Regions from separate parts of the Mus musculus genome. Here regions 1, 2, 3, 4, 6 and 7 are each linked to region 5. The links are chromatin contacts, called in public HiChIP or PLAC-seq and promoter capture Hi-C maps. All regions are on one chromosome and are shown on one strand. The core of a region is the stretch at or near the end of the contact, and the rest is flanking DNA. Distances in the headings are between cores, read along the strand shown. Region 1 holds the start of Tmco4 (transmembrane and coiled-coil domains 4). Region 2 holds the start of Akr7a5 (aldo-keto reductase family 7, member A5 (aflatoxin aldehyde reductase)). Region 3 holds the start of Ubr4 (ubiquitin protein ligase E3 component n-recognin 4). Region 4 holds the start of Micos10 (mitochondrial contact site and cristae organizing system subunit 10). Region 5 holds the start of Rcc2 (regulator of chromosome condensation 2). Region 6 holds the start of Mrto4 (mRNA turnover 4, ribosome maturation factor). Region 7 has its middle 34 kb from the start of Iffo2.

Region 1 (3,604 bases), core at 395-2,894, 1.7 Mb after region 5:
ATCTATCTAATTTAAAGACAGTTTCTCTACATAGCCCTCATTGTCCCCTGGAACTCACTATGTAGACCAAGTCAGTCTCGAACTCACAGTTTGAGATTAAATCCCAAGCACCAGGATTAAAGGTCTATGCCACCATCGCCATGCCTGGCTTTAATTTACTTTTGATTTGGGTACTGTGCTTTCCAATTCATGAAGCATCCTGACACGATCTTCAGCACTGGGAAGAATTATAATCCATGATCCTCTTGTGTTATAAGGAAATGAAGGTTCAGGGTGACACCCAAGGTGACACAGAGAGGAAGTGGCAGAGCCAGGCTCAAGTTCCTTGAGGGCATCTTTTAAGTCCAGGGGAGTGGGAAACTGAGGCTGGAAGCAGCATCTTCGGTGATGCCCAGAGGTTCAGGCGGTTTGGTAGGGTTCTAACTAGGAGGATGGGGCCCTGGGTTCCTTCCTGACTTCTCAAACATACTGGGTAATTGGGGATTTTGGTGGCCTTGTCTTTCTGCCTAGCTGATTCACCCTGAGGAGTCTTCACTACTGTGTCTTCAGAGCCTACACGATGACACATAGTAGGTGCTCAATAAATATACCCCGTGAGTGGCGTCCTGGGAAGCCCTACAGGGGTGTGTTCCCTCCTACTTGAAGGCAGCAGTGGCCTCAGGATCAAACCTGCAGATTTAGCCAGCCCCAGCTTCTACTCTGGGTCACCCCTGGCAAGGACAAGGACATCATGGAGGCCAGTTTTGAACCTAACACTGGGTCAAACTCTGAAGTCAGCTCACCCTAGTTAACCTCTTTGCTCTGACTGCCTGGTCCTGGCCAAAATCATCCCATTGTTCCCAGACTCAGTTTTCCCGGATGTAAAAACCTGTAATGTGAAATGTCCCCTACTCTGTAAAAACCCGCAGCGGGGCGAGAAGCCACGCCCCCGTCACAGCAGGAAGGGGCCGGGCCTTTCCGGGACTCTAGGGCTTCCCAGGCCTCGGGGAACTGAGTCTGGAGACACAGAGGGTGGGAGTGGGTGCCTGGAGCTCCCAGTACGCAGGGGGCGTCCAGTGACCCTGCGTGACCTTGAGCAAGGTCCTTTCTTCCCTTCAAACCCAGCGACCGGTGCCCTGGGCTGTGCTGGCAGGCGGGGGCCGCTGGCATGCTCGTTGGCATCAGTTTCCCCTCCAGCTACTCAGGAGTCCCGAGAGCACTTCCGGGTTCGGAAGCGCAGTGGAGGCGGCGTGGGGACGATCGGGGCTCCCCGCGGGCTTACCTGGAGGCGGCAGCGACGGATGGGACGACGGCAGAACTTCTGGCAGCCCCGCAGCTCCCGCCCTGGCGCTCCCCGCCTGTTCTCTCCCTGGCCCAGCCGCCCCACACCGGCCCGGGCCGGTCCCGCCTGCGCAGCCCTAGGGCCCGGGCCTTCCGGGCTGGGCCGGGCGCACCGCCACCTAAGCCACCAAAGCCATCGCCCGGGTGCTGGCCTTGGGACGGGACCCGCACTTCTGTGTCTCCCGCTCCCCAGGAAGCGAGAGCGCGGGGCACAGGAGGGGTCTGCAGAGAGTGCTCACCAGGGGCTGGGCTGGCATGAGGGGAGTTCGAGCAGACACTTGAAGGGGAAGCTTCCAAATTTTGCCGCCACACTTGAAAAGAGCCTGTCCCAGAAGGTGCCTCCCCCTCCTGTGCACACTGCTCGGTGAAATTTGCAACACCCACGCCTTCTGATCGTTCTTTCACTTTCTCTAATGCTCGCCAGTCGTTGCACCCGTGGCTCTTCCGTCCCACGGGCCTCCGTTTTGGGGTTCCATTCCTGTTAGACTAGCCACCCACTCAGCTCTAGTCTTTGAACAAGTATTTGCTGAGCACCTACTACGTGCCAGCAAGGTTATGGATTAGCACACCAGGCCTTCGGGCCCATATTTTAATCGTAGTATTTAACACTGAAGTTGATTGTTTTCCTGTTTGCCAATTTATAATCTGGGTATCCCACACTAGAACTTAAAGACCCCAAGAATGGAAGGGGGGGTTGTCTCCCATGCCTCATCCTCCGCTCTCCTCATTTGGGAGCCGGCTCTTGGTTGCCCAGGCAACCTGTGAAATTTCATCACACCTAATCTACAGGTGAGGAAGTAGGTGGCCATCCTGGTCAGGGCTGGAATCTGAGTCACCATGACCTCTGACGTCGTTGCTCTTTCCCCTGGAGAAGATAGGCTGGAGTTGGAAATGGAAAAAGTTCTCGAGCGGACAGATGAGACGTGCGGCATTCCAGCAGGGAGCCTTATGACTCAGGATCCGACTGGAACGCTAGAGGGCCTCCATCACCTGATCTCTCTATCGGCCAATCAGGACCTAGAAGAGCTAGGAGGTTATTGTAGGTCAAAAAAGGACAGTTGTGGAGGGTTGAAGGATTCTAGCTGAGATTCTGGGCATCACTAAGTTGGGGAAATAACCATACCAAGGTGGCACGCTCCCCCCGCCCCCCGCAAATATCATGGAATTTTAAAAGATCCTATTGTTGTCTATGAGGAATGGAGGATTGGAGTGACCAGAGGCCACCGATTAAGAAGCGGTCCTGAGCTGAAGTAGCCAGCCTCAGCCTGAGCAACTAACTACCTTAGCCTTTCAGATGTGAGACAGCTGCCGTTTTTTTTTTTTTTTTAATTTCAGCATAAGTTGATTTTAGTAAGTTCTTGATATTAAAAAAAAATAAATGTAACTCTGAAAGTTAAAAAAAAACGGTCATTCTCTAATGGAAAACAGAATCACAATGGATAAAGAAAATCAATATGGAAAATAGTTTTAGAAAAGAAGACATACTCAAAACAAAGTGATCGCTTAGGTGGGGTTTGGGGACAGTAAAGACGCAGGGAGAACACTGCGAGTGACTCCTCTGCTTTTAGTCCATAGCCACATATCAATATTGATTTTTTAAAAAAATCTTGTCCAATGTATCAGTGTTAAGATTGGAAAGTAAGGCAAAGGTCACATGGATTTTTGCTGAGGACTCTGCACTATTTCTGAAACTCTCCTGTCCGCTGGTCGCTCTAAAGCCCTTGTCACACACGTTTGCTAAGCAAGTGACAGCTTGCATCCTTACTGTAGTTACAGGTTGCCTCTGAGCTAAGCCCTGCTTTGCCTTTGTTTAAAAGGATCAGCAGGGCCTGATGGTGAAACCACAGCTCCTTGTTGCAGCGTGGTGCCAAGGCTGAGGCAGGGGGATCACAGGCTTGAGGCCTTCTGGGGGCTTTACAATGAGTCAAAGGTCATCCTAGGTAATTTAGTGAGACCATGTCTCAAAAATAAAAAGGCGAGGAAGGCTACAGCTCGGTGGCAGGGCCCTGGCCTGGCAGGTTCCTTCCCTTGACATCCATAATGAAGGAGTGGGCCCTGCGGGCCCTGCTTTTAGAGTCTGAGGGCAGCAAACGGGCCTCTCCACAGAAAGAAGTGAGGATAGTGTTCTCCCTGAGTGATTTAAGGCCTTTTAACATGTGGCTATGTACTAGCTAATAATGAATTTTGTATCACCAGGGTATTTGTCTCAGACTTTTAAAATGTATCATATTACGGGAGGGATGTCAAAGGTTCTCTTGTCTTTATTGGAGGTTGGCCCCAGGAT
Region 2 (3,467 bases), core at 242-2,741, 1.4 Mb after region 5:
TTGGCCCATTGAGTCTTCAGAAGCAGAAATGGGCTAAAGAAGGGGGGGTTGGGGGAGAAAACTGAAATGTTCATTATCAGTAATGTATGTCATCCAGGTGAACTCTACAGCATTCGGCTTGAGAGATCCACTCACTTAAGTGAGCTTTACCCCATGTGAGTCTATGGAGCCCACTGTACAGGAACCGGGAGGAAGAACCTCAGAACAGGTAAAAGTGAGGCCTCTTTACGTATCAGGCACCCTCCTGAGACTCCAATAGCTTCAAGCAAATGAAGGGCGGTTCCCCTCCCCTTCCAACGCGGGACACGCGTCACTGATCACACACGTACTTTGCAACTCTCAAACTCCATATTCCAATAGCTAGGATTGCAGTCTCCGGTGCACCCTACTTACACTGTAGGGCCCATCCCCAGTTCTCTATGGGCTCTGCCTACTGCTCTTCCCGACAAGCTACTCTTTCCTGCACTCCTCAGCAATCGCGGCTACAGTCTTCCTCGTTGGACCTTTAACTCTCCGTGGAGAAATCACTTCTCCCACGGTAGCCTACAGAGCTACAGAGTTTGCCATTGTAAGACCTGGCACAGAGAATGGGCACAAAGGCCGAAATGCCCTCTCCCGACGCCACCTTTCCGCCCCTGCCCCCAGCTGGGCCCTAGGCATTGTTGCCACAGGTCTCCTTGAGATCCACAGGTGCTGTCGACTGCACGGGACAAAGTCTAGTCCGGACAAAAGACCGGAATGATAAGCATTCTCCAGGAGCGCAGAGGTGGTGAGGGCAAGAGGGGTAGGCACGAACAAAAAGCCTGGTGGGGATGGGGGGCGTGTCGGGGGTGGGGGGGCGGCTATGGACAACGGTTGGCCGGGAGGCAGGGATTGCGGTAGGAAGCAAAGCGCCCAGAGTAGGCTAAACATTAGCGTAGGAAGCTTCCTCGCACCCGCCTCGGTAGCTGCAACTAGAAGTTTCTAAGGAGAGGCGGGACAAAGTTCAGTTCACTAGTTCAGGACTCCAGTTGCCTTGGGAGCTTGGGGTAGACCCAGCTGTGGATCCGGAGCTTCCGAAGCTCCTGGATGCAGATCCTGGCTGGTGCACGCCGGTTGCGGGCACCGGCTCAGCTCTACTCGGTGCGGGGGGCGGGGGAGGCCGGGTGCAGCGGTTACCTGTGCAGTCGCCGCTGCCCAGCCCGAGCCCCAGGCCGCCCAGGATGTTCTCGGACTGGCCGTCGCAGTACATGAAGGCCGTGTCCAGCTCGCTGTGGCCGCGCTCCAGGAAGGCGCGGACCGAAGCGGCGCTAGCACTCGCATCCATGCGACGCCCCATCTCCATGGTGCCCAGCACCGTAGCGGGCCGGAGAGGGGCGCCAGAGGCGGCGCGGGGTGGCGGAGGCCGGGACATGGCGAGAGGACGCCCGACCGAAGTCCCGGAGCGCTGCGCGGAGCGAACAGCAGCGCGGCCCACGGCTCTGGACGCTGCACGCAGCATGGAGACTGCGCCTGCGCACTCGAAGCTTCAGGCTCCGCCCACGGCGGGGGGCGGGACTTCGCGGAGGTCAGCTGATCCCGGCGGGCTCGGATCCTGAAGCTGACACCGGCTGTGGATCTTGAACTGGTGAGGATGAAGGGGGCTGGCGGCTGTCCCGGGCTGGGGGGTCGGGACTCCAGACGCGCCCAGCTAAGTCTTTTCTACACCCTCCTCCAGCTCTGCACGGTCCCCGGCGCTGGTCCCCTCCTGGGGAGCGGGATCGTGGGTCTCTGCCCAACCTGGCCAGGGATCCGGGACGGCCCCACTTCTTACCTGCAGGTCCTTGCCTTCCGGCCTCTCGGCTTCCCTGGACTGGGCGGCCTTGTTTTCCCTGCTCTGGGTGGGGGCCTCGCGGCGCTTGCCCCAGCCGCTGCCCTATCATTATCCCTCCGAACCCGCAGAGTCACCGGAAGGAGTTAGAGCCTTGGTTTGGAGGCCAGGAATGGGTAGGATCCCGGAGCCATTGCGCTCCCCTGACACATTCTCCGTAGCTCTGCAGGTAGGGAACCCAGAATGTCCCATTCCTCGCCAAGCTCACCGCAGGATTCCACAGAGGGCTGGTTAGAAATGTGAGGTAAAGGCAGGCGGATATCTGAGTTCGAGGCTACCCTGGTCTACAGAGCTAATTTCAAGGCAGCCAGGGGCTACACAGAGAAACCCTGTCTCAAACTGCTCCCGTTCCCACCTGCCCAAAAAAGAAAGAAAGAAGTGTGTAGTTTCAGGTTCACTTCGTGTGTACTCCATGCTACAATGTGGTCCAGGGGGCTACAGCAAGAACAGAATATTACTGTTGACTGTGCCAGATAGGCTTTGGTGGGAAGCACCTTCCTGGCTTTGCTTGGAATTGGGGAAGAGCTGGATGTGGCAGGAGATACTGTCTCCTGGCCAGCCTTTACGGACATGAGCCGCGAAAGCCAATCCCCTAGTGGGGAATGTATGTAGCTCAGTGGTAGAGCACTTGACTAGCGTGGGATATGGAGGTTTGGCCTGGGTTTTATTGTAGTCTGCATGCAGTTTAGGAGGTAAGTAAGTGCCTTTTAGGATTTCCTTCATTGTATACATCAGAATGCTGAAACTCCAACACTTGCCCAGAGCGACATCTCAGCCCTGGGCCCGCTCAATTTACAAGTTTCCTTGCATACGCTTCCCGCTCCCGCCTCCCCTCTTTTTTCTTGTTCTGTTTCTTTCCTCCTTTTTTTTTTTTCTCTTCATCATGCTTCCTTCCCTCTCCCTCTCCCTCTCCTTTACATTTTCCGAGCCTTTTGTTGTACAGCTGGTGCATCCAGACCCACGAGACTGGGAAGGATACAGACAGGGGAGAGGGGAGAGAGACTTGCTTGAAGAACACTGGTTAACAGGGACAGTGTTGCCTCTTCTCCAGGATTGTGTTCCAGGGGACTGGAGGCGGTGGCGGCAATGTCCCTTGGATAGGCAAGTTAGAAATGGGTCAGGGTATCTCTACTAGGCATTTGTGATAGAGAAGGATTCCCTAGAGGAAGAGAGAGGCTGTGCAGGTGCCTGGGACTCTGAGGACCTGGGGCAGGAGATGAGGTTAGGAGGGTCATTCTTGGGGTCCTTAGGACCTTGCCTCTGTGATTTTGAACTTGATCCAGTATCAGAATGGAACCTGCATCTGCTTTGGTGGGGAGCACCTGCCTGGCTTTCCTTGGAGTTGGAGGGGAAATGGGCGTTGTAGGAGATTGTCTCCCCGACCAGCCTTTAAGGACATGCACCATGAGAGTCAGAATCCTTCATACTAGTGGGGGATACAACTCAGCATTAGACCATTTAACTAGCATCTATGAGGTCCTAGACCCAAGCTTTGGTATCAGGAGTCTTTGCAGAGACTGGGAGAGCTGCATGAACCCAGGGTCCCCGTTCATCTGGTTCCACTGGTGTGGAGAGGCTCCACAGTGGTCAAGATACTGGGGTCTCATCTTTAAGCCAT
Region 3 (3,936 bases), core at 318-2,817, 1.3 Mb after region 5:
CTCTCACACACACACACACACACACACACACACACACACAATTGAATTACAATAGGGCAGAGAGATGGTCCAGTGGTTAAGAGCACTTCCTGTTCTTCCAACCCAAGTTCAGATCCCAGTGCTAGTGCCAGGCAGGTCACTGCTGCCCCTAACTCCATCTCTAGGGGATCTGAAGCCTTGTTCCTGCCTCCTGGGGCATCCGAATACACAGACACACATACACGTGGATTTTTTTTAAAAAAAAGGAGGAAAAGAAGGTAAAATAAAAAGATGCTAGATAATTTGAGACTTTCTGATACTTGTTTTCATCTTCAAAACAACCTTGGGCATAATTAAGCAAGAAAATCTATTTGTTAGAACTTAAATTATCAAACCCAGACACTATTTTATTATAAATTGTTAAAGATCATTCATCCAAAACATCACAGGCAGTGACAGTTGTTGTGATAAATAATAATGCCAAACCACAGCAATTTCCAAATAACACAACTTTCCAAATAACCTTTAGACATATCCTGCTGACCAGCAAGGTAAAATGACCCGCTTAGCAATTTCAGAGAGTTACTGGGGCAAGTAAACTTGGTTTGGCTAGGAAAACGAAAGTGAGAAAACAGGCTTTAAAAGCATGAGTCTTCTATTAAACTCATTTGCTCTGAGCCCCGTAGTCAGGAAAAGGTAGACACAGAGATCACCACATTCCCATGAAGAAATACGACTCTTGCAATCTAACAATCTGTATACAAAGGTATGAACACATTAACAGCAAGCCAAGGAACAGTCCCGTAAATAAGAGTCTGTAAAGCATTTTATTGAGAAAGAGAAGGACTCCGATCTCGGATATACGCAATTACAGTGCAAAGTAAAACCGAAGTATTCAGTGGTAACTAGTGGCTTCAGTCACAGAAACAGCACGTGCCCCCAGTTATCATAGCACCAAAGAAAGACCGTTATTAAACTATGTGGTAGCTCTCCAAAGTAAACCTCCGGTTCTGGTGACAGGGAGAAATGCAAACTCATCCACGCCCTGACCTTAACGCGACTGAGGTGGATGGGGAGGGGGGGGGCCGGGGGCAGCGGGCCGGGTGACACTGGCCCAGCAGCACCGTGCATCTCAATAGCCAGTTCTCAAATGCGTCCGGCCACGCCCTCCAGCCAGAGCAACCATAAAAGTTTTGCTCCGGAGGGTAAATCAAGTCAGGGATGGTTCACGCCAGAGCTGGGTGGAAACCAGAGGCGCTCTCGTTCCCAGCGCCCGGGAGTCCCGAAGGCATGCGTGGGGTGGATTCCCTGACAGAGTGGACTCACGAACCGGCCCGTCCTCCCCTCCCCCCCCACCCCGCCCGCCGGCGCCGCCGCCCGGTACCTCTCGATGACTGAGGCCACCAGCTGCGGCAACTCCTTCATCTCGAAGGCGGAGTAGGACGCGGACAGGAGGGGCCGCACCGCCACCTCCCAGCCCGGGGTCGTGTCCTGCCCGGTCGCCGGGGCTCCGGGCGCTGGAGCTGCTGCCGCCGCCTCTTCGCCGCCGCTCGTCGCCATCTTTCGTCGTACTACTGCGGCTCCCTCCGGGGGCTTGCCACCGGCCCAGCGCCGCCTCCCGGGAGGGGGCGGAAGTGACGCAATCGTGCGCGTCAGACAGCGCGCCGCGGGTCGCCCAACAAAAACGCAAAGACCTGGACGGCCTCTGACTTCTGCGGGCTTAACCCAGGGTAGTGCGCCTGCGCACGATTGAAAATGCCAGAGGAGGGCTAGGAGCAATGCCCTCTGCGCGTGCGCCATGGCGGCGAGCAACCCTGCGCATGCTCGCGGGAAGCAGTAACTACCGCGCGTGCGCGGGCCCCGCAATAAGCGGCAATATGGTTCCCCAACCTCCTGGAAATGTAAGTTTGTGACTTGGATTCGGAAGAGATGTCTGAACGGCGCCATCCTAGGACAGACAGGGGGGAGAGGAGGCCACAACCTGCTCAGTGTTAGTCACTTCCTCTGCCCAGTGTACCGCATGAGCAGCCAGCCATTCTAGCGCTTACCACTTGGCAAACTTTCTGCGCACACCTTCGCTTAGTAATGATTTTCTTCATGAATTCCTATTTCGCAGCCACTTCTTTATATATTTAGAATTCCTTCGATAATAATCTAGAGAGAACGTTAAGCTTTTTTGAAATTTGGTCCCTATAGGCCAAATTGTCTGCGAACCTTCCTCCCTCAGACCCCAGAGGGTAAGCATTAGTAGCCATCGCAGCAGTCTTTCAGGGGCCCCTATTTGGGTTGACTGTTGATTTCAGCAATCCTTCTATCTTCACCTCCAGTGGAATTACAGGTGTGGGTGTCCACACCTGTTTATAGTTCTGTCGGGAAGGGGGAGGATGGTCTTATTTTATTCGGGCGTTTCCACTGTAGCTCAGGCTGACATGGAACACTAACACAATCCTCTTGCCTCAGCCTCTCAAAGTGCCAAGATCATCACCACGTCTGGCCATCAGCAGTAATAACAAGTCTCATATTTCTGGCTTTGGGGTGTCAAGGCACTCGGAATAAACATCTTCCTTTTCAAATACATAATTTAGTAGTGGAGGTTCTTGGGATAACATCTATGTTGTAAATTTAGACTGAGGAGCTCAAGAGATAACTTGACAGTTCCATTCTCACCACCCAGGTCTAGCTGTTATGGTTGTAACTCCAGTTCCAGGAGATCTGCTGTCTTCTTCTGGACTCTATAGAAACCTCCATTCCCAGGTGCACACACCCTCCACACATATACACACATGTATGGTGTGTGTGTATATATATATATATATATATATATATATGCGCGCACATAAATCTATTTAAAGTGTTTGGTATGCCATCACTGGGGAGGCAGAGAATTACCACAAACTCAAGACCAGTCTGGTCTACGTAGCAAATTAAAGCCTGTCAGGAATATACAACAAGACTCTGCCTCAAAAAAATAACATACATAAATTTAGATAACACTGAAAAGCAGTGTTAGATGAAGCACAAGTTTCAACACTATTCCAATCTAAAAGGTAAGATAGTACTTTCCAGAATAGTAATATTTTATGAACTAAAAATGAAGGACTTTTAATTCCGAGAGGCAGGGGGGGTGACCTGAAAATTTAGAATTAATTGCAGGGCTGGAGAGATGGTTGAACAGTTAAGAACACAGGCTGCTCTTCCAGAGACCCCAGGTTCAGTTCCTAGCAGCTAGACTCCCAGCTACAGTAACTCTAGCCCCAAGGAATCTAACACCCTCTGGGCCTTTCCCCACACCCAGCCTGGGGCACACACATGTACATAAATAAGAACAAATGTTAAGGGAATTAGAAAAGGGGCTCTCCCAGAGGGCACAGTTTCAGTTCCCAGCACCCACATGACCGCTCTAACTATACTCCAGTTCCAGGGGTCTGATGTCCTAGCCCTGGATTTTTTTGACACCAGACATGCATATGATACACATACACACAGGCAAAACACAATATACACAAATAGTAAAAATAATATGAAGCCAGGCATGGTGGCCCACACTTTTTTAATCTCAAGGCTCAGAAGGCAGAGGCAGGCAGAGCTTTGTGAATGCAAGGCCAGCTTGGTCTATACAGGGAGTTCCAGGAAAGTCAGAGCTATAGAGACAGACAATATATAAATAATAATAATAATAATAAAGGAAAATAAAGACTTAGGAGACAAGTTAAGACTTCACTCAGGCCTTGGCTATTTCAGTCAGCTGCTCTGAGCAGCTTTGGTGATATGGTAAAGGTTAAAGGTGAAATACCGGGAGTTCTAGAAAAGGTAGGTCACTTCCCGACCATTAGCCACTTTTTCTGGCCGGTAAGTGAAAAAACAGTCTTGCAGACTAACTGTACTGTAGAAACACAGCAGGCACTATAAGAGACACATCATTCAGTTCCTCCAGAGGGCTCAGTTCAGTTCCCAGGA
Region 4 (3,576 bases), core at 254-2,753, 1.6 Mb after region 5:
AAAAACACAGAAATAAGACTTGGCTTTTGTCTTAATCCCAGGTGTGGGATGTAGGGCTGCTTCAGACTGTCCACAGCGCTGACGTGGCCTCGAGCTCTACCAGGGGTGTGATTCTGCCAGCTGCAGATGGTTTCTGCGACTGTGTGACGTTTGGATCCTGGGGACTTTCCAAAGGGTCTATAAATGCTAGGGCCTCAAGGGGCAGGTTGTTGGTGGGTTGCTGCTGGTTAAGTAGTAAAGTGGGAAGAAACAATAAGAAACTAGCTATTCTGCTGGAGAAGATCAAGCTTGCTCCAAGGAACTCAATGCCCCTCATCAGCAGGAAACAGTCTAATGATAACGTCACCTGTTGCCCTATCCTTTCTTATCGCCTATCTAGTGTTAGGGGGTTGAGTGGGTGGAAGAAAAGAAGTATCTATAAAGTAACACTGGTTGCGCTTTAGGGCTGTTTAGGTCACTCGGCAAGTAATAGCACTGCCTCTAAGTCTGGTGATCTGCGTTCAGTCCCTGGCACCCACAGGGTGGAGGGGCACCCACTCCCACTAGCTGTCCTCTGACTCCCACATGTGCCATTATAGGGCATGCGCAGGCACCCACACACTCTGTATAAAATGCAGCAGGGTGGGGGGTTGTTTTTAAATCCATTTGAATGGAAGTCGTTCATGCTCAAATAAATACTCCCCGACTGTGGCCATGCAGACAACCCTAATTAAACTGTGGATGGAGTGGTGCACATCTTTGATCTCAGCCCTACAAGGCAGAGACAGGTAGATCTCTTAATTCAAGGCCAGCCTGCTCTACAGAGCCAGGTCCAGGACAGCCAGGGCTACACAGAGAATCCCTGTCTCTGAAAAACAAAACAAAACAAAACAGAGACAATCAGAGAAACAGAAAACAAAACCAAACCCTCATATAACATGCCGGGCAGTGGTGGCACATGCCTCTAATCCCAGCACTTGGGAGGCAGAAGCAGGGGTTTTCTGAGTTCAAGGCCAGTCTGGTCTACAGAGTGAGTTCCAGGACAGCCAGGGCTACACAGAGAGACCCTGCCTCAAAAAAAAAAAAAAACAAAAACAAAAACAAAGTATATAACATATATATATATATATATATACACACACACACACACACACATTATTTTATTTGTTATATGTTTTATTATATATAATATAGATATATAATATACGTATATTTTATATATATACATGTATACATATACATACACACATATATACACATACACACATGAGGAAGATGGGGTTCAGTAGGTATAAAATGGAGGATGAAAGAGGGCAACAGTAGAACGGGAGGAGGGCAATGGCCAAAATAATTATGTACAAATATGAAAAACCCAGGAAAGACAAGGCCTTCTGTACTCTGGATGTAGTCAGTCTTCGCTTCCCTTCCGCTATCTCCAAGGTCAGGGTCACCTCCGGCTCCCAGGCAACCTGTCACCTTGACGACCGAGCGAAGAAAAGCCGGAAGCCAGGGACGACGTATGTGATCCCGCGATATTTGGCGCGCCGGCTCCGGCCGGAAGCTTATGGTGGCGGCCGGCTCTCGCGAGACTTGCCATCAGTAGGAGCGCGGGGGCCGGCCGTGAAGAGTGCTGGAGTTGCCAGTGAGGAACATGTCGGAGTCCGAGCTGGGCAGAAAGTGGGACCGGTGCATGGCCGACACGGTCGTGAAGCTAGGTGAGCTCATCTGCCTCTGGTAGGCCCTGGGCTGGAGCCGAGCGGCCCGCGCGCGGACGGGAAGCCGCAGGGGTCAAGCCGCGGCCTGCTGCTGTCTGGACGGCGGGGCGCGCTGAGCTGCGGGGCGCTGACAGGTGACGACTGTCAAGCGGGGCGGCGAGGGCGACGAGGGCGACGAGGGCGGCGAGGACAACGGGCCGAAGGGCGCGGGAGTTTCCGAGGTGGCTGGAGGTGCAGGCCCGGGGAAGCAGCGGTGCTCCGGGAGTGGGAAGGCGTGCGGGACGCGCCGGGAAACTCTGTCACTCCATGCCCCATGTCCCCCGGGTTAGGCGAGCAGCCGGCCGGAGCGCAGACGGCTCCCCAGCCGGGAGCAAGCGGCCTTCGGAAGAAGGTCATAGAAGAAGGCGCTTAACCGCCTCCGTCGGGCCGCGCTGGCAATTGCGGTCGTGCCCGGCCTCATTGATCCGAACCCGCCTCGGGTCTGCAGTTGGAGCCGGGGGTTATTCTCCGGAAGAATGGCCGCAGTCAGATAGATCGCGGCCACCGCCGGCCCCCTCGGTAGTCCAGGTTGTCTCTTTGGACACGCGTCCTGTGACGACACACTTTGTGAGGTCACGGGGTCGGGGAAGGAGGCTCGGGGGGCGGGGGTGTCCCATATAATAGTGATGGTGATGCAGATGTTAGGCGCGCTGCTCGCCACGGTAGCTCGGAAATGACCTGTCTCGTCGTGAGTTGGAGCTCGGTGAAGGAGCTTGCCTGAAATCGCGTTGCTGATAATGTGGCATAGTTGAGAATCCCTCCCCCCCCAGGATTTCTTCCTTGGGGTTCTCAGGCTCTCTGCTGATCCTCGTCCACTCCATCTTTCTCTTGTTGATTGTCTGCAGCTATTGGTGTGTAGGCCAGAGATCGATGATGAGTGGCTTCCCTCCCTCAGTAGCTCTTTGCCCTATTTATTGAGACAGTGCCTCACTATGGAGACCTGGCTGGCCAGGAAAACTATGTCAGCCAAGTTAGCCCTGAACTCAGACACTCTCTGCTGGATTTAAAGGTGTGCACCACTACACAGGACTCTCACAGGAACTGGAGCGCATCAGTTTGCCTAAACTGGCTGCCCATTGAGTTTTGATCGGCCTTCTCCCCCTCCCCAGCATTTTTTCATGGGTGTTGAGGATTTGAGCTCAAGTCTTTTTTTTTTTTATGCCAGGGGCTTTATTATCCACTGAGCTGTCTCTCCAATTCCTCCGACTCTTTCTTCTATACTAACATTTATTGTTGAAACTTAGATCCCATTCTCTCCCCCCCGCCCCCCCCCCGTTTTTGAAACTGGTACTCCTGCATAGTCTTGAACCAACAGATCTGCCAGCCTCGGCCTCACAAGTGAAGCGAGTGAAGGTGTGTGCTGTCACACATAGGTTCATATTTTATACTTCTTGCATGGAAATTATTTACGAGAACTTAGGATTATATCCTTAGATGAATATTATCAGGAAAGAATGAAATCGTGAGCTCATGGAAAGTAGATATGTTTTCTGTTTTTGTTTTTTCCCACCGTTTCCTAAGCCCCAGAAGACTGAGTGTAGACATCATTCAGGATGAATTCATACATGATGAATTGATCCATTACTTTTGACTCCCAGATTCAGCCAAGAACATGAGGGGCAAGTTGGCTAACACCCCTGAGCCTGTGTTTCTCCGTTTAAATAGTAACTATTGTTAACTTAGAGTGGTTCGGATGGTTAAATAGGCTGGCTTGCTGTTAGAAATGGATTGTTCTGGAAGTGGCCAAAGATATTGCTATACTTAATGTGTATGGGTGACTTGGCTGCATGTATGTCTGTACATCATGTACATGTCTGCTGCTGGAAGAGATCAGAAGAGGGTG
Region 5 (3,636 bases), core at 8-2,507:
AGCCGCAGCGGCGGGAACCTCAAAGCCCCGGCGCGAGCCGGCTGCTCCCCGCGGACTGCCCTCCCCCCTCGGGGGGAGGAAGAGACGCGGGGGTGGGGGGGAGGAGGGGGGTGGACGCACGGGGGGGAAGGAGGGACTGACAGCCCCCGCGTGGCCGCGCACACCCGGTCCCCCCCCTCCCCCGGCCCGGGACTGGCTCCCCGGAGTTCCCCCGCGCGGCGTGGGGGAGGGGCGGGGCGTGACCCCACGGCGCCCCTCCCCCCCAAAACCGCCAACCGCCCCCGCCCCACTCACGACGCGCTCCTTCGTGTGCTCGGGCTCCGTGATGATCGCGGCCGCGCCGGCCGCCTTGCCCGCCGTCGCCGGCCTGGCTGTGCGCTTGCCGCCGCCGGGGGCCCCGTCCAGCTCCGGGCCGTCCTCGTCGCCGCTGCTGCCGCCGCCGCTGCTGCTGCTGCAGCGCTCGGGCCGCTCGCGCTTCCTGCCCGCGGGGCCGCCGCGTCGCCGGGGCCCCGCGCGCGCCGTGCCGTTGCCCGAACTCGGCTCCTCCCAGGCCGCCCCCTTCTTCCTGGGCATGGTCGCCGGGCTGCGGGAGACACACGGGGCGCACAATGCACACGGGGCGGGCTGCGGGGCGGGGGAGGGGACGCGCGGCGCGGCGTGGGCCGCCCCACCTGCTGCTCCCTCGCCCCTCCCCACGCCGCGCGCCACGCGGGGACCCCCCCCTGTACCCCGGCCGGGCCCCAAGCACCTGCGAGCACGCGCGAAAAGAGGAACTTTCGTGGGGCCCCAGCCCGGCCCCCGCGGCCCGGCGCTCGCCCCGTCTGCTTTTTTTTTTTTTTTTTTTTTTTATTGATTTTGAACAATGGGATCTCTGTCTGTCTCCGATTAAACCACGTGGATCCGCCTTCCTTCCCCTTCTTATTCATTCCGTCCCCCAACCCCCCCTTCCCCAGCGTCTTTTTTTTTTTTTTTAACCTTTCTCGGGGGGGAAGGGGGAGGGAGAGGAGAAAAAAAAAGAGGAAAAAAAAAAAACTTTCCCAGACCCTGCAAACTGGTCCCAGACGGTTTCCAGCCCCTACCTGGTTGGAGTGATGAGAAACGAGGAGGGAAGCGACTGAAAGACGGGGTCGAAGGCTTCTTCTCTCCCCGGCCGGGACGAGGGCTCCAGCCCACTCACCAGATACACTTAAAATGTAAATACGAGCTTCCAGAACAAATGCTACAACACAAAACAGAAACACATGTGCGGCCGGGCGGCAAGCGAGCGCGCGCGCGGCGGGCGGCGAGGGGCCCCGGGTGCGCGCGCCCCCTACCGGCCGGAGGACCCCACCGCCCAGCCGGGCCGCCCACCCGAGCCTGCGTCCCGGACGCCCGGCGCCACGCCGCAGGCCCCGCTGGGCCCCGCCGCTTGCGCGCTCCGCACGCCCTTGCACGCAGCGCGGCCTGCGCGTCACAAGGCGTCTTCGGGGCTCGGGAGAGTGTCAGATTCTCTTGTTTTTTCCCCCTGAGCGTCTAGACAGGTCACCTGAGGACACTCGCTGGAAAATAGTTGCTTTGCTCACGCAGCAGCCAGCGAGGGACGTGCCCTAATTGAGTGATGGGAATGAAAAATGAACACAATTTGAGTAACTTTCTCCTGTGCAGACTCAGGGTAGATTTGATACGTCGTGGATGCGTCCAGAGTGTGCAGCCGGGTGCTGTTAGAATGATCAAGTTACATAAAGGTTTGGTGTAGTATGAAATTAGTAATTAGCTGGGGGACGTACTATGAAATTAGTAATTAGCATAGGTGGACTTGAAAGTACTTGTGATGGGAATTTTCTTCATTTTAAAAACGTATTTACCGCGCCTCAGTACAAGCAAGACTAGATGCAAAGGTGCTAGAAGCTTAGAATACAGACCTGGAGAACAAGATCTCTGCCCAGTTGGAAGGCGAAGTAAGAGGAAAGATTAAGAAATTACTGAAAGCATGGTACTTACCGGGTTCCAGGATCAAGGAAGGCGTTCCCTGGGAGAGCTGAGTTTTAAAATTGTAAAGAATCTGACCTGGCAGAAGTGGGAGAGGAAACCTTTCCCCTACCCCGTGGGACAGTGCAGGGTCTAGGAATCCGGGAAGAGAAGTGGCCAGAGGTGCTGGGGTCAAGGCTGAGGAGTCGACAGGGCCCCCCTCACAGGACCCGACAAGCCACGTGCACGATCGGCTTGGTTGGAACTAGGGGAAGGTTTGCATCTCAGTGTCACTTTCTCTTCTGACAAATGTTTTTCTTTGGGGTTTTGTTTCCGTCTCATGTAGCCCAGGCTGGCCTGAAACTGACCGTGTAGCCCAGGCTGACATTGAACCTGATCCTCCTACTTCTCTCTCTCTCTCTCGAGCGCCCGAGTTAACACTGAAAGTTTCTTTTTTGGCAACTTCCTTGGTTGACTAGAGAGAGTTTCTAGGGTCTTTGCAGTTCGTTCTTAATTACATCAAGAAGCGGGATGGGGGCGGGGGGAGGGTGCACAGGACCAAACGTTTGAAGGCAGGCGGAGAATCCTGGAGAACCAAATCTAAGTTATTTGATCAAAGTCACCAGCCTGGGTGGAAGCACTTATGTAAAACAACTCAGAAAATGAGCACCAACTGGTGCGTTTCAGGGATATTAGAAGCACCGTCTGAAAGCCTCTTAATAGACCTGGCATTCGAAAAGATTGAAGAGATTAAGCCGTGATGCTTTGATATAAAACATTAGAACCAACTAGAAAAGAATTCTGCCTAAGTGTGCCGTCAGGTCCGGGTTTCAGGAAATGGCACGCCGGAGCTTGTCCGGGGGTGGTGGCTGGTTGGGCGGTTATCCTCCCGACAACACCCTGTGTGGCCAATTAGAAACGCTGAGGGTGCCTTTAAAAGGTTTTTAGGCAGCGAGTCTCTCTCTCTTTCTCCTGCCCCATTATACGGCTTTCTGCCGGCGTAAAAGGCACATGCGTCAGAACCGCTGATGCAACCCGACGCTAATATCACGTTGCATCATCTGACCCAAGGTGTGGTGCTTCCAAAACTGGTTTTTCCTGAGGCTGTGCTAAGGAAGAAGAGCACTCAGAGGATAACACCCACTAACCAGCCCTCCTCGTCGGATGGGAAAAGTGTTCTCTGCCACTCCATGCCTCACTATTTCAGACCCAGGGAAAGCCCGAGTGATGCCCCTGGTTGAGATGGGGGTGCGGGCGCACACACGAAAAGGCGAACATGTAGGCTGCTGTTCACCTTATGTAACCAATGTGACAGAGTGAGGTGCACCTACGGGCCATGCAGGGAGTGCTCCCTCCAACATACACTTGTGCTTGGGCTTTTTACTTCATTTTAATTGAGCGTCTGCTCGGGACAGAAGAAAGAAGAGAAGAGAGAGCAAATTCTATCTGAGCACAAATGCCCGGCTTCCGTTTGTACATGGAAATATGGGCCATCTTACTGTTAGTCTCCTCTGCTGCTCCTTAATAAAAGTTAAACTCGGCGGCAACCAGGGTCCTTCCCAGAGCTGTGGTCCATCCAGCTGGACCACAGAAAGTTCCACTTGTAGTCCAAGGAGTCTCTGGTCTCATATAATATACCTTGAGTTTTTTGATTCACCAGCCTGACCTCTGGAATTCGGAGATTGCAAA
Region 6 (3,428 bases), core at 730-3,229, 1.3 Mb after region 5:
TGTAGACCAGACTGGCCTCGAACTCAGAAATCCACCTGCCTCTGCCTCCCGAGTGCTGGGATTAAAGGCGTGTGCCACCACGCCCGGCTTGCAGTGCTATCTTAAAGGCCTTCAGGACAGAGGGAAGGAATTACAAAGGCAGTGCGACAAATTTACCCAGTGAAAGACAACAAGACTAGAGAACATAAAAAGAAGGCAAGCCACGGGTCGCTCAGATGCACCCAGTCAGCTTCCTTCCCAGAAGCCTCTGGTCTCCGCAGTTCACTCACAGATCTCTCCAGTCCGAGAATTTAACGCCGCAATCACATTCTTCTCTGTGGCCACAACCAACTTCTTGGATCCAGGGGAAAACTCCAAGGAGGCAAACTTGATCTTCCCAACATACTGCTGTCTCCTGAGGACCAGTGCAGGGGAACGTCAGGGCACGAAGACAAACTGCTGCCTCACACCAGCACATCTCCCTCAGCACACGCAAGAAGTGCGTGCTAATGAAGAGCTCCGAGCATACGCAAGAGTTCTGTGCAACGTACTCAGAAGCAAAAGAAGGCAGGAGAGAACTGCCACCATATACATGGGAGACAATACCAGTCTGCCAGCTAAATGTAACACCTACCTACTCAGGCAACACCCCAGAGTCCTCGGCCTAATTAATTTTTAGCGGCAACAGACTTCCAGGGGCACGGCTTGCACACTGTTGCAATGGGGAAATGCTGCTGTCTGAGGCACACTGATTGAGCCTGGCATTTAGATGACATCTCTCATTTAGACCACTGTGTTATTTAGCCTAGTTTGTTTTAAAGGAGCTTCTGGGGTTTGATTTTTTTTTTTTGGTTTTTCGAGACAGGGTTTCTCTGTGTGTAGCCCTGGCTGTCCTGGCACTCACTTTGTAGACCAAGCTGGCCTCGAACTCAGAAATCCACCTGCCTCTGCCTCCCGAGTGCTGGGATTAAAGGCGTGCGCCACCACGCCCGGCTTTGGGGTTTGGTTTTGTTTTAAGATTTATTTATTTATTTTATGTATGTGAGTACACTGTCACTGTCTTCAGACACACCAGAAAAGGGCATCAGATCCCATTACAGATGGCTGTGAGCCACCAAAGTCCAGATAGGCTAATGATTGTTGGGACCAGGACCCAAAATGAACACCTTTAAAAAAAATACATATGTATGTGTGTGTGTGTGTGTGTGTGTTAGTTGTCTGTCAATTTCCCCAGAAGCATACAACTGATAAGTAGCCAAATGCTTATTCAATCTGAAATAAGCACAGTCAGAAGGAAGGGGTGAGCGAACGAATGTCAGTTTGGAGAGGGAGAGGCCACACTGCACCCAGAGAGTCCCTCAGAGGAAAAGGCTCACTTTAGAACTTGTGAGACAAGTGGACTAAGTGACACCAGCTAGTTTCAGGCTTAAAGTTCACTGGGGCTAGTGACCTGGGACCCAGAAGATCACAAACCTGACAGCCACAAAATCGGACATGACAGGAAAGGAGGGAACTAGTGACCTCTGACCAAAACCCTTAAAGCCTGCCTTCACTGCGGAGCAATCTGCACCGTCACACACAGGGCGGCTTAAAGAGCTCCCTCCATGCTTAACATAAAGCTCTTGGGTTGACATCTTACGACTCTTCATATCTGAAGAGGAGACTCTCACATTGTCATTCTGCACAGGGTGCAGCATTCATTCATTCATTCACTTCTCCCTGAAAGCACCCTCCCGCACCCCCGTTAAGTTATAGTCTGGGTTCGGCTCCATAGCAAATCTCCTTCAGATTAGCAGGAGGGAGACAGATGCTGAGGAAGCAAACACCGACGTCCTGGAGAAGCGTCACCTGTACGCACCAGTCAAACTTGCCCACTTGGTCTTCGTAGACCGCGGCCGCAGGGACGAGCAGCACAGCAGCCCAGATCCAGAACCCAGACGCCACCGCGACCGCCATGATTGAAGCCCAAGCACCGCCTGCCGCCAGCCCGGCATGCACCGGGCCTCAAGCCCCTCCCTCCGCAGAGCCATAGAGAGGAACCGGTTCGCGAGGGACTTGGTGGAGTGCTCGGGACTCGGAAGCCGCCGGGACTGGAGGGACCCGGGACCTGGGCAGAGAAGTGGCCTTCAGGACACTGGGCGGAGCGCAGGCGGGGAAGAGAGGGCTCGCCACAGTTCAGGCACACGCGAGGGGCAGCCCCGAGCGCCGTCCCATAAGCCCCCGCGGCAGCCGGGTCCTAACCGGCCGCCCAGTCTTCCGCCGCACGTGCCTTTGCCGCGATGCCCAAATCCAAGCGAGACAAGAAAGGTAGGTTCGGGGGGCCTGCGTCAAGGGGGCGAGGGGGACGCGGGTGAGACGCCGGGGCCTCTCCGAGAGGCTCGGCCGGCCGAGATAGCGAGAGAGCTGGAAACTGGTCCGGGCCGACAGCAGTCGCATAGCCCAGGCTCTCCTCGAACTTGCCAACCAGGATAGTCTTACACAACTAACCTTGCTGCTTCTACCTCCCGATTGCTGGAATTACAGGCAGCATCACTAAACCAAGTACGCTCTTGTTAGGCAAACACTACCCACATAGCACTGGTCTACATCCCCTGGCATGTGCGAGCGACCGTGTGTGTTTGAGAGAGGATCTTGACGATGTAGCTCAGATTTGCTTAGGACGGTCTCATTATCTCAAGAAAATAGGGGTTTTACAGTTTCGACTACTGCATGTTTTGTTTGTCTATTTATTGCTGGGGCCTTGAACTCTTCCAACTGTCTGCCTTGGCCCCAAATACTAGGATTCCATACTGAGCCACTACATCAAGCTAGCGGGCTGGCGCTTTTGTGGGTGTTAGAAGACAAGACAGTTGAACAAAAAGGGTCCGGCTTCATCAGACTCACCACCTTAGTTAGGGGTGTGTGTCTGTCTGTCTGTCTCCTATACCCCTGTCAAGTCAGTATAATGTGTCAGGTAGTCCAAGTGGAGTATGGAGCAGGTGGGAGTGATAGTGTTTTGCATAATGTTGTCAGGAAAACTCTCAGCGGTTAGAGAAGGTCGTTTGGAATAGAGGGAACACAAAATGAAAGGGGTCTGTGGTGTGATTAACATATTGTGGGACAGCCAGTGTGGCCATAGTGAACAAAGTGGGCTTAGAGGAAAAGACCCAGCCTTTGGTGTGGCTTTGCTTTGAAAGGGTCCCTTGATAGCACAGAGAATATGAAGGCAGCAAGGCCAGCAACCACCTGCAGCATGCTAAGTCGCACCAGAATCCTAGCGGTGGAGAGTCCGGGAATGACTGGCTGGGTGTGACTGTGTGCCTTGTAAAGAGGGACTGTGAGTGGCAGGCAGGGTAGATGAATGGGCCATATCGGCTCCTGGGGACACCCAGGGCATTATAGCTGATGTTTTAGTAAGTTCTTATAGAGTCGTTAGGGTCTGGAAGGAGCCCTGGACAGATGTAAGCAAA
Region 7 (3,570 bases), core at 177-2,676, 1.2 Mb after region 5:
CAAACAAACAAACAATAAGCATGTCTGTCACAGAAAACCTGTCACTCAGAAACAAGAAAGGGAATTGTCTAAGAAACCAAAGTGACTTGGAGCAGAAAGTCAAAAGGATACAAAAGAATAACTCAGGTCAAAGATAGCAAATTTGAGTTAATACTGAGTGGGCGAGTGGGGGGGGTGTTTAAGCTCTAAAATGGTAAGTATTGCAAGTCAAAATAATAACAGTGCCCAGCAGAGGGTTACAATGTATCTAAAAGCAAAATGTATTACAACAGTCCGGAAGATCAGATTTCCGGTGGTGCAGGGCCACTGCAAGTTTCCTTCTTACAGAAGGACTTTTATTATGTTCTGAAGCCACCCTGGGACTCTGTGGCTTGATCTGCCCTCAAATTGCTGTAATCCTCCTGCCTCAGCCCCCTTGGTGCTGGGATTAGCATGCCTACCTTCTGGGGTTTGTTTGTTTTGCACTGGTTTAACTGTGCTTCTCATTATTGGCTCGCCCTGCGTTGAGTTTTTAAAACCCGGGTGGTTCCATTTTAGTAAGTTATGTGTCTCCAGAAATGCGTTCACTTTTCTAAAGTTCTCAATTTATTAGCATCCTGCTGCTCCCGAGCCTAAGCTTGTTCCATTATCATCTGTGGCAGTGGGTTTGTGCTACAATTTAGATAAAGCCAACTGTTTCTTAGGCGTCCTTTCACAGAGTAGTTTCAAAGCAGTGTGTGTCACAAGCAAGATTTTGCTAAATGTTTAGAAACATTGGCTGCTTGCTCTCCTCTTCCCTATTCCTCCTCCCTCCTGCCCCTCTTCTCCTTTCTTCCTCCTCCCACTCCTCCTCCTGCTCCTCCCCTCTCCCCCCAGCTCCTCCTCCTTCTCGCTGAGAAAGTGGTGTGGGAATGCCAAGTGCCATCATTCTCCCATGGGTCACTTACCTGCTAGATCACCTCACTGTCACTGTCATGACCAAGCCCTTAAAGCAAGCACTTTTTTTGGTTTGGTTTTGTCTTGAGACAGGGTTTCCCTGTGTAGCCCTGGCTGTCCTAAACTTACTCTGTAGACCAGACTGGCCTTGAACTCAGAGATCCAACTGCCTCTGCCTCCAAAGTGCTGGGATTAAAGACATTTGTCACCATAATTTTTTTTTGTCACCATAATTTTTTTGTCACCATAATTTTTTTTAACTAAATGGAATTTGTTTGTGACAGTCTCCGGCAGTCCAAGCTGACTTTGAACTTACCATGTAGTCGAGGATGACACACTCCTTGACCCTTCTGCTTCTGACTGCCAGGTTACAGGCCTGAATCACCAAACCTGACATGCTATTTTTAATAATTAATCCAAAAAAGGCCAGCAAAGAGAAGACAGGGGACAAAGAAGAGATAACTGGACAGAAGACACCAAGCGAAAGGGCTTAAACCCTGCCAGACCAGTGACAGTGCCAAACGTACTATTGAGCTAGGGATATGGTCCAGTTGGTAGAGAGCTTTGCCCGACATGTATGAAGCTCTGGGTTTGATCCTGGCACCACAGAAAACTAGATGCGGTGGCATGCGCCTGCAGTCCCAGCACTGGGGAGGCTGAGGCAGGAGGAGCTGGAGTTCGAGATCATTCTCAGCTACATAATGGGTTCTGGGCTAGCCTGAGCTACAAAAGACCCTAGCTCAGCAAGCCAGCCACACATAAAGACCCTGTAAATTGTATGCACAGTCCTATTTAAAGGTAGTGTTTATTATACTGAATTAAAGGAGGGGAAAACCTACTTGTACAGTTTATAAGAGAACTATCGGGCTGGTGAGATGGCTCAGTGGGTAAGAGCACCCGACTGCTCTTCCGAAGGTCAGGAGTTCAAATCCCAGCAACCACATGGTGGCTCACAACCATCCGATCACGAGATCTGACTCCCTCTTCTGGAGTGTCTGAAGACAACTACATAGTGTACTTACATATAATAAATAAATAAATCTTTAAAAAAAAAAAAAAAAAAAAAAGAGAACTATCAGGTATGTGGCTCATACCTGTAATCCTAGGACATGAGAGGCTGAGGCACGCGGGGGGTGGGGAGGTGGTCACAAAGAGTTGTAGGCTAGTTCAAGATGTCTCAAAAATAAATCCTAAGGCTAAGAAAAAATTAATTTTCTTCAAATTTACTCATTTTATGCATATGAATGTTTTGCCTGCATGTATATCTGTGTACCATATACGTGCCTGGTACCTGAGGAGGTCAGAGGTATTAGATGTCTTTGAACCAGAAATACAGTTGGTTGTGAGCCAGTGTGGGTATTAGAGCCTAAACCCAGATCCTCTACAAGAACAATAAGTAAGCAGGGCGGTGGTGGTGCACGCCTTTAATTCCAGCACTTGGGAGGCAGAGGCAGGAGGATTTCTGAGTTTGAGGCCAGCCTGGTCTATAGAGTGAGTTCCAGGATAGCCAGGGCTACACAGAGAAACCCTGTCTCAAAAAACAAAAACAAACAAACAAACAAAAAAGAACAACAAGTGTCTTAACCACTGAGCAATCTCGCCAGCCCTAAGAAAATTATTCTAAATATATAAAGACACAGAAAAGTTAAATGGACAAAATGCCTGACATGGAGAAAATACGCACGAAAAGAAAGCCAGAGAGACTGTGTGTGTTGATGTCTCCTCGACCTCAGAGCAATTATCAGAGACTAGTAGGGACATTTATCAGAGAGAAAGAGGTCAGTGAGCAGAGACACTCCTGATGCATCTGAGCCTCACAGACAAGCTCCACGCGAGAGTAAAGACGACACACCCGAAGGGAGAAGCTAATGAAGCCATCACGCACTCTGGAAATTTCCACGCTCATCAGCGATGACACAGGTGGAAGCCAAAGATTGAACAGCATCACTCAGCTGGACCTCAATGTCACAGTGAACACCCTGCCCACCTGCAAAGATGGTCACCTCAAGAGAACACAGGACATTCAAAGGCAGTGTGGTAATACAAGCCCCCAGCAATTTCAAAGACCAAAATCAGGGCCTGATTCTGGAGCGAAATGAGGAGACCCGCCTGTTCCAGTGGATTAAGGAGTGGAAAGCATGAACATGTACACTCCGTCCCTGAGTCCCGAGGCTGCTGACAGGTGGCCAGGGTGGCTCCTACAGTGACCTGGAGTCCTCACAGCTTTTGAGACAGCCATGTGTCACAAGGGACTCCAGGCCAGTGCAGTGTGTCACCTGCCTGGGGAGGAGCAGATAGTAATGGCTTGGGTAAGAAGTAGGCTTGTATGTCACCCATCCCCTGGGTGTCTCCCACTCCTGGCTCTCCTCGATGTGACCCAGAGTGACTCCCTGAGCCAAAGCGTGTTCTCAGCCCACCTTCATCTCCTGCTGGAAAGATTACTCTGAGATGAGGGCTCCATCCAGTAGCCTTCCATGTCACCTCTGGCTTCTCCCTGAGTTTCCAAAAAGGTCAGGAAATCTCTCAGGGTCAGAGAGATGGCTTAAACAGGGGTAAAGGTACGTGCCATCAAGTCTGATGACCTGAGTTCAATCCCTAGGAACAAACGATGGGATGGGAGATGAGAACCAACTCCCACAAGTTGCCCTCTGACCA

Evidence for each region. Promoter capture Hi-C pulls out the DNA fragments that hold promoters and counts their contacts. HiChIP or PLAC-seq counts read pairs in DNA pulled down with a chosen protein or histone mark.
Region 1: an H3K27ac HiChIP or PLAC-seq map of regulatory T cell precursor shows a contact between it and region 5, with 9 times the contacts expected there. The contact joins the promoter of Tmco4 here to the promoter of Rcc2 in region 5. A contact is called at or near these places in 4 of 39 promoter capture datasets (hippocampal neurons, liver and pre-B cells), 1 of 115 datasets of contacts at active chromatin or transcription factors (regulatory T cell precursor) and 1 of 9 other capture datasets (adipose tissue).
Region 2: a contact with region 5 is called in a promoter capture Hi-C map of the C10 cell line, with 5 times the contacts expected there. The contact joins the promoter of Akr7a5 here to the promoter of Rcc2 in region 5. A contact is called at or near these places in 2 of 39 promoter capture datasets (the C10 cell line and liver) and 2 of 115 datasets of contacts at active chromatin or transcription factors (large pre-B cells and pro-B cells).
Region 3: an H3K27ac HiChIP or PLAC-seq map of T-cell acute lymphoblastic leukemia shows a contact between it and region 5, with 5 times the contacts expected there. The contact joins the promoter of Ubr4 here to the promoter of Rcc2 in region 5. A contact is called at or near these places in 4 of 39 promoter capture datasets (the C10 cell line, embryonic stem cells, hippocampal neurons and 1 more), 1 of 484 Hi-C or Micro-C datasets (the G1E-ER4 cell line) and 6 of 115 datasets of contacts at active chromatin or transcription factors (T-cell acute lymphoblastic leukemia, acute myeloid leukemia, astrocytes and 3 more).
Region 4: a contact with region 5 is called in a promoter capture Hi-C map of pre-B cells, with 2.1 times the contacts expected there. The contact joins the promoter of Micos10 here to the promoter of Rcc2 in region 5. A contact is called at or near these places in 2 of 39 promoter capture datasets (liver and pre-B cells).
Region 6: a promoter capture Hi-C map of hippocampal neurons shows a contact between it and region 5, with 6 times the contacts expected there. The contact joins the promoter of Mrto4 here to the promoter of Rcc2 in region 5. A contact is called at or near these places in 2 of 39 promoter capture datasets (hippocampal neurons and liver), 2 of 115 datasets of contacts at active chromatin or transcription factors (the SCID.adh cell line and pancreatic cancer cells) and 1 of 9 other capture datasets (pancreatic islet).
Region 7: a contact with region 5 is called in a promoter capture Hi-C map of liver, with 2.3 times the contacts expected there. The contact joins the enhancer-like site here to the promoter of Rcc2 in region 5. A contact is called at or near these places in 2 of 39 promoter capture datasets (hippocampal neurons and liver) and 4 of 115 datasets of contacts at active chromatin or transcription factors (astrocytes, embryonic forebrain, embryonic stem cells and 1 more).

Annotation. Positions count from the first base shown.
Region 1 is chr4:138,970,945-138,974,548 of GRCm38.p6, reverse strand. It overlaps Tmco4 (transmembrane and coiled-coil domains 4), which reads right to left and starts at 1,644. Exons shown (of 17, transcript NM_029857.3): 1 at 1,262-1,644.
Region 2 is chr4:139,308,768-139,312,234 of GRCm38.p6, reverse strand. Akr7a5 (aldo-keto reductase family 7, member A5 (aflatoxin aldehyde reductase)) reads right to left here and starts at 1,491. Exons shown (of 7, transcript NM_025337.3): 1 at 1,159-1,491. The coding sequence starts at 1,480. It overlaps Slc66a1 (solute carrier family 66 member 1), which reads left to right and starts at 1,527. Exons shown (of 9, transcript NM_145384.3): 1 at 1,527-1,606.
Region 3 is chr4:139,378,290-139,382,225 of GRCm38.p6, reverse strand. It overlaps Ubr4 (ubiquitin protein ligase E3 component n-recognin 4), which reads right to left and starts at 1,567. Exons shown (of 106, transcript NM_001160319.1): 1 at 1,364-1,567. The coding sequence starts at 1,539. Emc1 (ER membrane protein complex subunit 1) reads right to left here. Exons shown (of 24, transcript NM_146157.4): 24 at 3,491-3,936.
Region 4 is chr4:139,129,040-139,132,615 of GRCm38.p6, reverse strand. Micos10 (mitochondrial contact site and cristae organizing system subunit 10) reads left to right here and starts at 1,503. Exons shown (of 4, transcript NM_001163006.2): 1 at 1,503-1,694. The coding sequence starts at 1,631.
Region 5 is chr4:140,699,094-140,702,729 of GRCm38.p6, reverse strand. Rcc2 (regulator of chromosome condensation 2) reads right to left here and starts at 1,257. Exons shown (of 13, transcript NM_173867.5): 1 at 1,080-1,257; 2 at 295-583. The coding sequence starts at 573.
Region 6 is chr4:139,351,127-139,354,554 of GRCm38.p6, reverse strand. It overlaps Mrto4 (mRNA turnover 4, ribosome maturation factor), which reads left to right and starts at 1,979. Exons shown (of 8, transcript NM_001290810.1): 1 at 1,979-2,286. The coding sequence starts at 2,259. Emc1 (ER membrane protein complex subunit 1) reads right to left here and starts at 1,968. Exons shown (of 24, transcript NM_146157.4): 1 at 1,838-1,968; 2 at 270-394. The coding sequence starts at 1,935.
Region 7 is chr4:139,538,762-139,542,331 of GRCm38.p6, reverse strand. It overlaps a transcript of Iffo2 not described here. Among named protein-coding and RNA genes, the nearest start is that of Iffo2, 34 kb to the left of the region's middle. Within about 2 kb of position 1,426, at least 5 of the 459 cell types and tissues checked have an H3K27ac peak or open chromatin away from gene starts, as enhancers often do. A contact at or near this core is called in liver, where this site is marked.